Linked DNA regions of Rattus norvegicus: regions 2 and 3 are each linked to region 1. The links are chromatin contacts, called in public Hi-C maps. All regions are on one chromosome and are shown on one strand. The core of a region is the stretch at or near the end of the contact, and the rest is flanking DNA. Distances in the headings are between cores, read along the strand shown.

Region 1 (3,026 bases), core at 481-2,980:
ATAGTTGAATGAGACCCACTGGTGTACTGAAAGAAGTTCAGTGGGCTTCCAAGACTCCATTTGCATCTCCTTCACCAGATTCTTAGCTGTTCAAAACCGGCCCAATCAAGGGAATTTAGAAAATATACTTGTCACTAGCTTGCCTCATTAACTTAGGTTTTAAAATAAACTGCAGAATGAACGGGTAGGTATCTGTGTGGGTTTCAAGTTGCACGACTCCTTAAGGGTCCTGTAGCAAACAGTCCAGCCCCATGTGGAGCCTGCACAAAGCACTTCCTCACTAGATGATCCCCTGAGGCTTCTTCCTTTGTAGCTTCTTGGCTTGCTTTCTCCCTGGGCTTCTGGGATAGAGGCCACACTTTGGATCTTGGTGGTTAGAACATACAGAATTCAAATCTTCCCATAGACTTCTCCAAATGATACAGGCTAAATCCAGCTGAGGAGACTCAAATAATCTCTCAGGTTTCTTCTGCTCTTCAGTCAGTCTGGTGTTCTCTTCTCAGTGGGATATGAATTTTATTGCATCAAAGAGCTACCCATTTCTAAGGGCATTTTGCTATCTTCAGACATGCATTTACTTGATACACACACATGCACACACACACACACACACACACACACACACACACACACACACACACACCAGGCAAATACATGTATATATTTATTTCTACAACTTTGTTTATAGCAAATTGACACACTAGTGGTTTCACTGATATAAAGATTTCCTGGTGATGTCAAAGGCCAAAGAATTCCCTTTATCTTCTGATGAATAACTGCTACCTTGTGATATGAAATGACATATCCCAAGTCAGGTGTCTGACCCATAGCTGAGCCAGGGGGTCACATGTGGATTCTGTAGCCTGCAAAGCTATAGTTCTAATCCCACGTGTCTGGGTTCATTCCTAATTTGGGCTCTGTGCAAATAAAATCATGGAATTGTAAACAGGCCAGGAGAAGAAATCACGGGACACTTTGCAAGCAGTAAAAAGGTTTGAAAGTCTTGCACCCAATCCAGTGTCTGTAGGCCAGACAGTAGTCTTGGATAGTTCTTTAAGAGTCACACTAGATGGCAGTGTTTTAACGTCAACAGGCAAAGGGATTTTGCTGCTATTTTGAAGAATAGCCTAGGACAGCAATTGCAAAAGGCTTGACAAGGGCATCTCCTTGGAGCTCGGGTTCTAAGAACAATGAATTCAGGGCTCTGTTGTGACTTGAGGCTCCAGCATGAAGCAGACCAGGTTCTGGTTATGTAATAAATGAGACCATAGTTCTCAGTCACTGACTATGAGAACCACCTGCCATTCAGACTCACAGGATTCAGAGTAGGGATCAAACATCCCTGCTTTATCAAGAATTCTTACGTGTTCCAGTGTCTTGAGATCCCTTATAGTCTTTGTCCAGTGAGGTTGTCTGCCCTGGGTTGCAAGATTCTGGTGTGAAGGAGTGCACCATGATTCCTGTTGATGACATGTGGTAGTTGTTGAGGATGCAGACATGAACAAACCATGATTAGGAAGTTCCAGATCCAAGGTGAGGCAGTATTTGGAATCCTAGATAAGGCTCAGGTATGTCAGAGTGTCGCTACAGCCCAGTCCCTGCTCTGCCCTGCATAGCCTCGAGCCAATCACTTGATTACTCCATGACTCATTCATTAATGGGCTTTGATGAGATTTCTCACTTGAAAAGTGAGGACCATGGAAACAGTCCCCTCCAAGGATCTGTCCAGCTACACTTCTGGGGACAGCACCCTTTCTCAGTCAGGTTCTGTTTTCCAATCTGCTAGATGAGATGGTCTCACTTGGCTTGGAATCTGTCATTTCGGGTTGGACAGGAGGCACTGCTCCTGCTGGGAGGTTGGATGTTTTTCACTAGTCAGTGGTATCATTAAAAGCCAACAAACTAGCTTTTTGATAATGAATCCTATAAAACTAGTTCCAAGGCTGTGGACTTCGTTCCAGATGCTCAGGGACAGCTGGAGGGTATCTGTGAGCTTCAGAGAAAGCCCCATGTTTTGTTCTCTTCCTCCCTTCTTTAAATCACTAGCTTCAATCCACCACTAGAATTTCTCTTATGAGAAGAGCACCTCTAGAAGGTTGTTCTGTCCTCTGTTTCCGGAGGGCCACAGGGCATATTCGGGAGTGGGAGGGATCTTCACTGACAGCCTGCCATCCCTGATATGCAATATGTGCTGAGGGAAGATTTAAGGAACACACACCAGCTCTTACTCATCTTGCTCATTTTAATACCTGGCTTAGGGCCTGGTTCAGAGTAGGTGTGAGCAGATGTTTGTTGAATTAAGTTTCTGTAGTTTAAAGAATTAAGTGTGTCAAGCTGACATTGAATATTCAGATTTCAGCATCAGAAATAGCTTTGATGCTATTTGTGTCTTACAGACAGAAAATTTTGAAATAGATCATGTTTCTCTCTTTGCATTGCCTGCTAGGAAACTCAAAGGTAAATTAGTGGACCATCCATCTCTAGTAAATAACTAAAATATAGATCTGATCTTATCTCCCCACCTTGTGTGTATGTGTGTGTGTGTGTGTGTGTGTGTGTGTGTGAGAGAGAGAGAGAGAGAGAGAGAGAGAGATTGTGTGTGTGTGTGTGTGTGTGTGTGTGTGTGTGTGTGTGCGTGTGTGCATATGCGCCTGCCTGGCGGGTGTCACCTTGTTTGTCTCAAGGTACTGAATTATTAAACCTGCCTCAAATTCTTTAAGAACAAGGAGCAACTAGCTCATTAAATCTGAGTCAGTATCTGGGACAATTCCTGGTATAGAACAGAAGGTCAAAATAGTATTTAATAGTGAACAAATTAATGACATTTTATCTGAATCTTAAGTTTGAACTTCAACTTTTTAAAAAAAAAATCGATCAGCCCCATACTCATATTCTTTTAAAACAAACAGGGAAAGTGAAAAATCATGCTGAGAAATAGATGCAGCTGGACAGAGCGACCAGTGTGAGATCATGCACACATACGGTGGCTCTAAGATGGTGCCCAATTGTGGTTTTCCTTCTGATCT
Region 2 (3,355 bases), core at 320-2,819, 110 kb after region 1:
GAGAAGGCCCTGGAGGTTCTGAGAATGACTGTATCGCTTAGTCACTGCCCGATCTTTGGCAAATTAGCTGACGTTCGTTCCTCTTAACACTTCTCATCCACAGAACACAGAGCCATACAGAATTACCTTTCCGGTCCTGTCCAGCATCGATGAGCTATGATTTGGTTTTGCTCCAACTACACAGGAAGAAGGAAATGCATTCTAAGTTCATCGGTGCCATGCACCGTCCCCCAACCCTCCTGTCCCCGGCCGCCGTGGTCAACATTGTTAACGAGTGGCTTCATTAATTGTGACTCAAAAGAGAATTTCACCAATAGTACACACCTTCCCAAACTAGAAGCCATCCTCTCCTGCAGGAAGGAATAAAACTGGGAGATGACAGGTATTTTCTGGGGATTTGATATGAAAAAATGTCCGTATAGTTTGGTGGCAACATTTTCTTTTAAATCTCTGCTGCCCTTTTCTGCCTCAAGCCTCCCTCTTACAGGAAGGAGAGAAAAAGGAGGATGCTTCACACTCGCAGTGATTCAAACTCTCCAGTGAGTGAGTCTGTGAATGTCAAGAATTGCAAACATGAGTTAGTCACCCCCATTTTCTACCCTAAATTGATCTCTATAACCACAGAGGAAGTATCCTCCGCAGAGAAGTGTTTGTTCCTTAAAACATCACAGAGACAAATTAATATTTGGATCTGAGTTCCATGGAGCTTTTTTGGGGAAGCCATTTTGGGTGGAGACAATCAAACTTCTTTTCGTCCTTTGCTCGAAGGGAATCTATTTATATCAGCACACTTGTCCGTGCGAAGAATCCTGAGACACTGAGAGATGGCTCCGTGGGAAGCAAGTGTGAGGGTCTGAGGTTGAATTTTCGGAACCGGATGTGGCTATGTGTGTCTGAATACAGGGAAACAGAAGCAAGCAGATCCCAGGAACTTGCTGGCCAGTCAGCCTAGCTAAAAAGACAGACTTCCAGTTCATGAGGAGACTCAAGGCACTTAGGCTGTGAGTGATAGAAGAAGGCACGCAATGTCTTTCTCTAGCCACCGCGTGTGCACACAGTCAGGCACATCTATACATTCATTGGGGTACATTGCATTCAACTCCTCCCCCCAGAGAACTTGACTTTCCTCCGACAAGCTTTGACAAATACAAAAGATCAATAGTAGTCATGTGTTAGTTTTCCTTAATAAACAACTTCAGGCATCTACCATGGACATGGGATAATGGCAGTGTGGACTAGAGATGATTTAAACCTTGAAAGCCTGATATTGGGCAATTAACAATAAACTCATTATTGCTTGATGCATTTGCTCAAACAGAAACCACATGTGACTGGGAATTTGAAAACTGAACAGGCATTGGCAAATGTTTCCCAAATATAATACACCATCCTGACAGCTAATGCATCAGCAATGTTTACTTCGGCAAATGTTTCCAATTTGGAGGAAGGGAAAAAAGAATAGAGTGTCTAATAATAACCTCTTACATCTGATACAGTCTGGGGCTTTGGAGTTTAAAAAGCACTTTCTATGTATACATCCGCTCAGCTGATCGCTCAAACCACCCTGGGAGGTGGGTGGGATGTACTTTATATTATTGTCCAACAATTTGTAGCTCCCCAGCTTGCCATGCTGCCTCGTGTCTTGTCATTTCGCACATGCTCTTCCTGAGCCCTGGAACACCCTCTTCTCCCTTCCCCTGCCCCATTTCTCATGTAGATTATTCCCAATCAACTTTGAAAAATCAACATGGCTGATGCCTCTTTTCAAATAGCCTGGCAGCTTCCAGTCTGGCATAAATGTTTCCCTTCCATTTCCCCTCTGGCCTGTGCCACAGGGCATGGACGCCTTGCACTGAACCCGTCTCTCAGTTTTTCTGTGTGTCGCTATTCTCTGCTCTAGCTTGAATGCATAGCTTCATCTTATTTAACGTCTGTAGCATCCTCTATTGTCCCTATCAAATAGTGAGGGCTCTAAATATCTATTGAAAGAGAGAGGGTTTCTCGTTTGTGAGGGGTCAAACGGGTGTTTACAAATTCAACAATCTAGTGAGGGAGCGGTAAGGGCTGAGCTGTTGCTGGTTTCATAGTCCAACAGTCTTTGTTCAGTTTAACACTATGTCTGCTTAGCTCATTTCTGTCAAAATACATGAGATTATTGATAAAAAATGAGAGTGTCCAGTGGATATTTCTGTGGTTTATAGAAGAAGGCATTGGAAATACGCTAACTGCTTTTCTTAGTTCTTTCTTTTTTTCTTTCTTTCTTTATTTTAGATTTTCTTTTCTGAGCATGGGGTGTGGGTGTGCACAAGCCACAGTGTGCATGGAAGAGCAAGGATAACTTGTGAGAGTTGGTTCTCTTCATGCAGGTTATGGGAATTGGACGCAGGTCACCAGGCTTAGTGGCAAGCGCCTTTGCTCACTGAGCCATCTTACCAGCTCTTATTTTTCAGTTTTTAATTTGTTCTTTACTTCCTATTTCTTCCAAGTAAGTGTGGCAGCTCAAGTTAAAGTTTATGTAAAACAAATATAAGAGAGAAAAACAACACAGGGACAATAGGAGGGAAAGAGAGAGACCACTGTATGAGGAATTCTTGACCAAGAGTTATGATGATAGTTGATCTTCTAACTTGGCCTAGACAATGCCAGGGTTTAAGCAGGCAGGGGAGCAGGGCATGACCTTACCAGTATGTGAACGGAATCCCTTGGGTGGATTTTTGCCTCTAATATTAAGCACTAAGAGGAATTCATTGCACACATAATGATTTGAATCCATAAAAAGCATGATGAAATATACCTTCACTTGATGCTCATAACAGAGAAATTCATTCACGGAATGCTTATCAAATGCCTCTCATGTGTCAGACACATTGATGAAGACTGGGATAAAGGCTCAAAGATGAAATGAGGAAGGGCGTCATGTAAGGGACCATAGATGTTGCTGGTTTTGAACAATAACTATAAAACATACACAGTATCAGAAAGAAAGAGAAAGTAACAACTAATGTTACCTTAGAGACTAGGGTTCCTAATTAGTGCTTCCTTGTGACTGTGTGTGTGTGCATTTAGAGTCCAGCAGTCAGTGTCAAGTGTCTTCCTTTTGTCTGTCTTCTTCTGTTTTGAGACAGGGTCTCTTACTAATTCTGGAGCTGGTCAGTTGGCCAGATTGTTTAGCCATCAAGTTCCGGTGACCTTCTTGTCTCTAGTTTTTATAGCCAGCACCGAGATTACACATTATATTTTATATACTCCCCATTACCAGCATATATATATATATACATATATACATACACAAACACACACACACACACACACACACACACACAATTTGTAACATGGTTCCTAGAGATCTGAACAT
Region 3 (3,177 bases), core at 498-2,997, 110 kb before region 1:
AGCCCCATGTGATGAGCAAGACACAGTTCCTGAACTCAAAGAGAACACTAGGTATCCATTTCTCGGGGAAGGCACCTTTAGTGTCTTTTGTAATTCCTCGAGGATGCTCTCAGGGTTTCTGTTGTGTTACAATTGATTTCAGAGTGTTGCAGATGTTTAAATGTGTGTCTAACTTCTTCAGCTTTCCAGGAGGGAAGAGACCACATGTTCTCGCTCATAGTTGAAGTCAACACACACACTTCATGCTAAATGCATACACGAGCTCACGCACAAGGTGAGCTCCATGCAGCTCCATAGTCCTTCAGGGTTCGAGTGTTCGCCAGTATGTGTGGACATACATACCGGAGAAGGACAGCTATTTCCTTATTCTCTGTGCAAACTCCATTCGAAGATCTCTAAGACGCACTTCGCTGAAATCTTAGTGGTAGAACAGGTTTTTGACACTTGGCCAGCAAATCTGGCAGAGTCAGGTTGCTCTCTTTAAGAAGATTAATTAAGGAGGACTTAAGAGAAGGGATGGGTGAACTGGTTACTAACAAGTAAGAACCAGCCGTAAGCTCAGCCCTATTTCGAGAACACACCGAAGTAGCATCTTCAAGGTTGAGCTTGGCTTGGCTCAATTAATCCTTCTCTTCTTTGTGTGTTTGCTGCTCCCACACCCACCTCAGCCTCTCTCACTCATCCTTGCTAAGCCATGAGTCACGCACAGTAGGCTCCCTCTCTTGTTCTGCTAGGCCTCATACTTTCTTCACCTCGATGTCCTATGAGGACAGAGAAGACTGGGGGTGGAGGGAGTCTTAGGTAAATAAACCATTTTGTGTCTTTCAGAGAGAAGGAGGCTTGAGTGGGCCCCATGATTCATGGCAAGAGGAAGATTTGGAGGAAGGAGGAGGGATGGGTTGGATGAGGATCAGAGAGGCATGAAAGGAGGTTGGGCTGTCTCGTGGGGATGGTTGGGAAATGTCTAGATAAGGTGTGGAAGGCTTCAGGCAGGTGGGCGAAGGACTGCAGGCAGTATGGGAAGTACGTTTTTCAAACCTGATTTCACTTTATTGGTGGAGAACATTTACACAGTTAATCATCACAGATAAAAGACAATAAACTAGGGTAAAATGCTGCCACAAACATTATGAAGACACTGATAATCTTATGGAAGAAATTATTAATTAGTTAATTAATTGGAAAGAGACTAAAGTAGAGAATGGAAAAATGGGCAAGTGATTAAAAAATAAAGAAAGAAAGGAAGGAAGGAAGGAAGAAAGAAAGAGACTGAAGTAGAACAAACTTGGACTTGAATGCCCTCATTGGGAAACCTTGGTTTTCTGTCCTTCAAATTGTGCATCCTTCAGATGGTACCTCTCTACTAAGTCCCCTCTTATATCCTCATCCGTTGTATACTGCTTTTTTCCTAGAATGCTGATCTGAGACCTTGCAGACTAGAGTCTTGCACACCCAAGCAGGGCAGGACACATGCTCGCACTGACTTGTCTTCTTGACTCCAGCCAGAATGAGTCATGTGGTCCAGCACATTGTCCACATGATCCATGTGGTCCGAGCAAGGTACAGAATGTCTCAAATGAGGACAAGCTCAGATACTTGAGGACGCATGGTGATAACCCATGGGGGGGGGGGGACACAAAATCTGAGATGCCTTGTGCATTAGAGACCAGTTAGTAGTGTTGGTATTATTGTCTTTTCCCTTAAATTCCTGGGTTTTTGCTTTCCCTTAGACCAGTAGTTCTCAACTTGTGAGTCATGACTCCCCTGGGGGTCAAATATTAGATATTTACATTATGATTCATAACAGCAGCAGAATCCCAGTTATGAAGCAATGAAAAAACTTTTGGTGGAGGTTATCACAACACAAGGAACTGTATTAGAGGGTCACAGCATTAGGAAGGTTGAGAACCACTGTCTTAGACGAAGACATGTTCTGCTGAAATTATTCATTTCGCAAACTTTCTGAAGACCATTCAAGCAGTAGTGTGCATCTGGGCTTTAGACAGAGATATGAGGAGTGGGGACTTATGTTCACTGTCTCAACTTCTCCAGGATGATGGATGGAAAAGTGAAGTGTGTCAACAGACCATCCATGGAAGGTTGAGCGCATACCGAACATGCTATTCTGTATAAGCCCTTTGCTTATGTCATCCCATTTAGAATCATGCTAGGGGACAGTCAGATATCACCTACGTGTCTTAGGCCATTGAGAAGATCTCTTGGCTTTCTGAGGGGCGGCAGTGAGCTGAGTGAGGATCATTCTAAAACTTACCTCCAGCATCCAAATTCAGCATCTCTGAAACCTGAGATGGACTCTGCATGCTGCGTCGATAGCTGGGCAAGACACTGGAGGGCAGTGTGGTGCAGTGGATTGAGCTATGGGTTTGGCATGGAGGGATTTATTTGGGCGTGGTTTTGAAAGCTGTGTGGCCTTGATAAAGTTAAACAACCGCTCTGGGTCTTTATTTGCTAGCCCCCAAGTGAAGATAATCAATACAAGACTCATCTTGGGTTACTGTTAGAATCAGATTTTAAAAAGTAAGGTTTTGAAAATGCTTTCCAAATGGCGAGGAGCAAAACATATGATTCTAATATAACTGTGAATTATTTGGGGGGGGGGGGCCCAGAAGTCCTTCCTGAACAACAACAAAAATTTTCTCTAAGAAGTCCTGTTAAGCATCGAAACTTAAAAGACTTACCTGTGGTGGTTGTTTGCCTTTTGAGGTTCAAACACACTGTGGAAGACAGCACCGAATAAGTGTGCACTCCTGTAGACGCAGGATCCTGTAAAGGCAGGATGAGAAGCCAGGATAAAGAGTTTAAAGCTTGTCAGTTTTATCTTCTAACAGGAAAGCAGATGGTCAAGAGTCCAAGAAAGGCACCTTTGGATGGGAAGGAGGAAAGGAAAGGCACCAAGGTGGCTTGTTCCCGAGTCAGGCAGATCCCGTTGCACTGGGGACTTTGGGTTATAGTTCTTTTAGAGTCACAGGCCAGACGATTTAGCCCACAGCCTGTGGAACTTCCCTGGAAGAACTCTCTCTTCCAGAGAAGAACTGAACTTCCGGCTGCTTAGATCTGCATATGTGAAAGGCGACTTACAGAGCAATTGCGGCGGGGGGGGGGGGGGGGGGGGGGGGGGGGGGAGGGGTCAATAGAAAGTGAAAGTGACCTTGGGCT

Evidence for each region. Hi-C and Micro-C count contacts between places; a contact is called where the count stands out from the background.
Region 2: a Hi-C map of mammary epithelial cells shows a contact between it and region 1, with 2.5 times the contacts expected there. The contact joins two enhancer-like sites. A contact is called at or near these places in 5 of 12 Hi-C or Micro-C datasets (the A7r5 cell line, the Rat2 cell line, kidney and 2 more).
Region 3: a contact with region 1 is called in a Hi-C map of the Rat2 cell line, with 4 times the contacts expected there. The contact joins two enhancer-like sites. A contact is called at or near these places in 2 of 12 Hi-C or Micro-C datasets (the Rat2 cell line and Schwann cells).

What each region holds. Positions count from the first base shown.
Region 1 is chr5:76,008,770-76,011,795 of GRCr8, reverse strand. No RefSeq gene overlaps it. Among named protein-coding and RNA genes, the nearest start is that of Actl7b, 230 kb to the left of the region's middle. Within about 2 kb of position 1,730, at least 3 of the 93 cell types and tissues checked have an H3K27ac peak or open chromatin away from gene starts, as enhancers often do.
Region 2 is chr5:75,903,150-75,906,504 of GRCr8, reverse strand. No RefSeq gene overlaps it. Among named protein-coding and RNA genes, the nearest start is that of Actl7b, 340 kb to the left of the region's middle. Within about 2 kb of position 1,569, at least 1 of the 93 cell types and tissues checked has an H3K27ac peak or open chromatin away from gene starts, as enhancers often do.
Region 3 is chr5:76,119,006-76,122,182 of GRCr8, reverse strand. No RefSeq gene overlaps it. Among named protein-coding and RNA genes, the nearest start is that of Actl7b, 120 kb to the left of the region's middle. Within about 2 kb of position 1,747, at least 8 of the 93 cell types and tissues checked have an H3K27ac peak or open chromatin away from gene starts, as enhancers often do.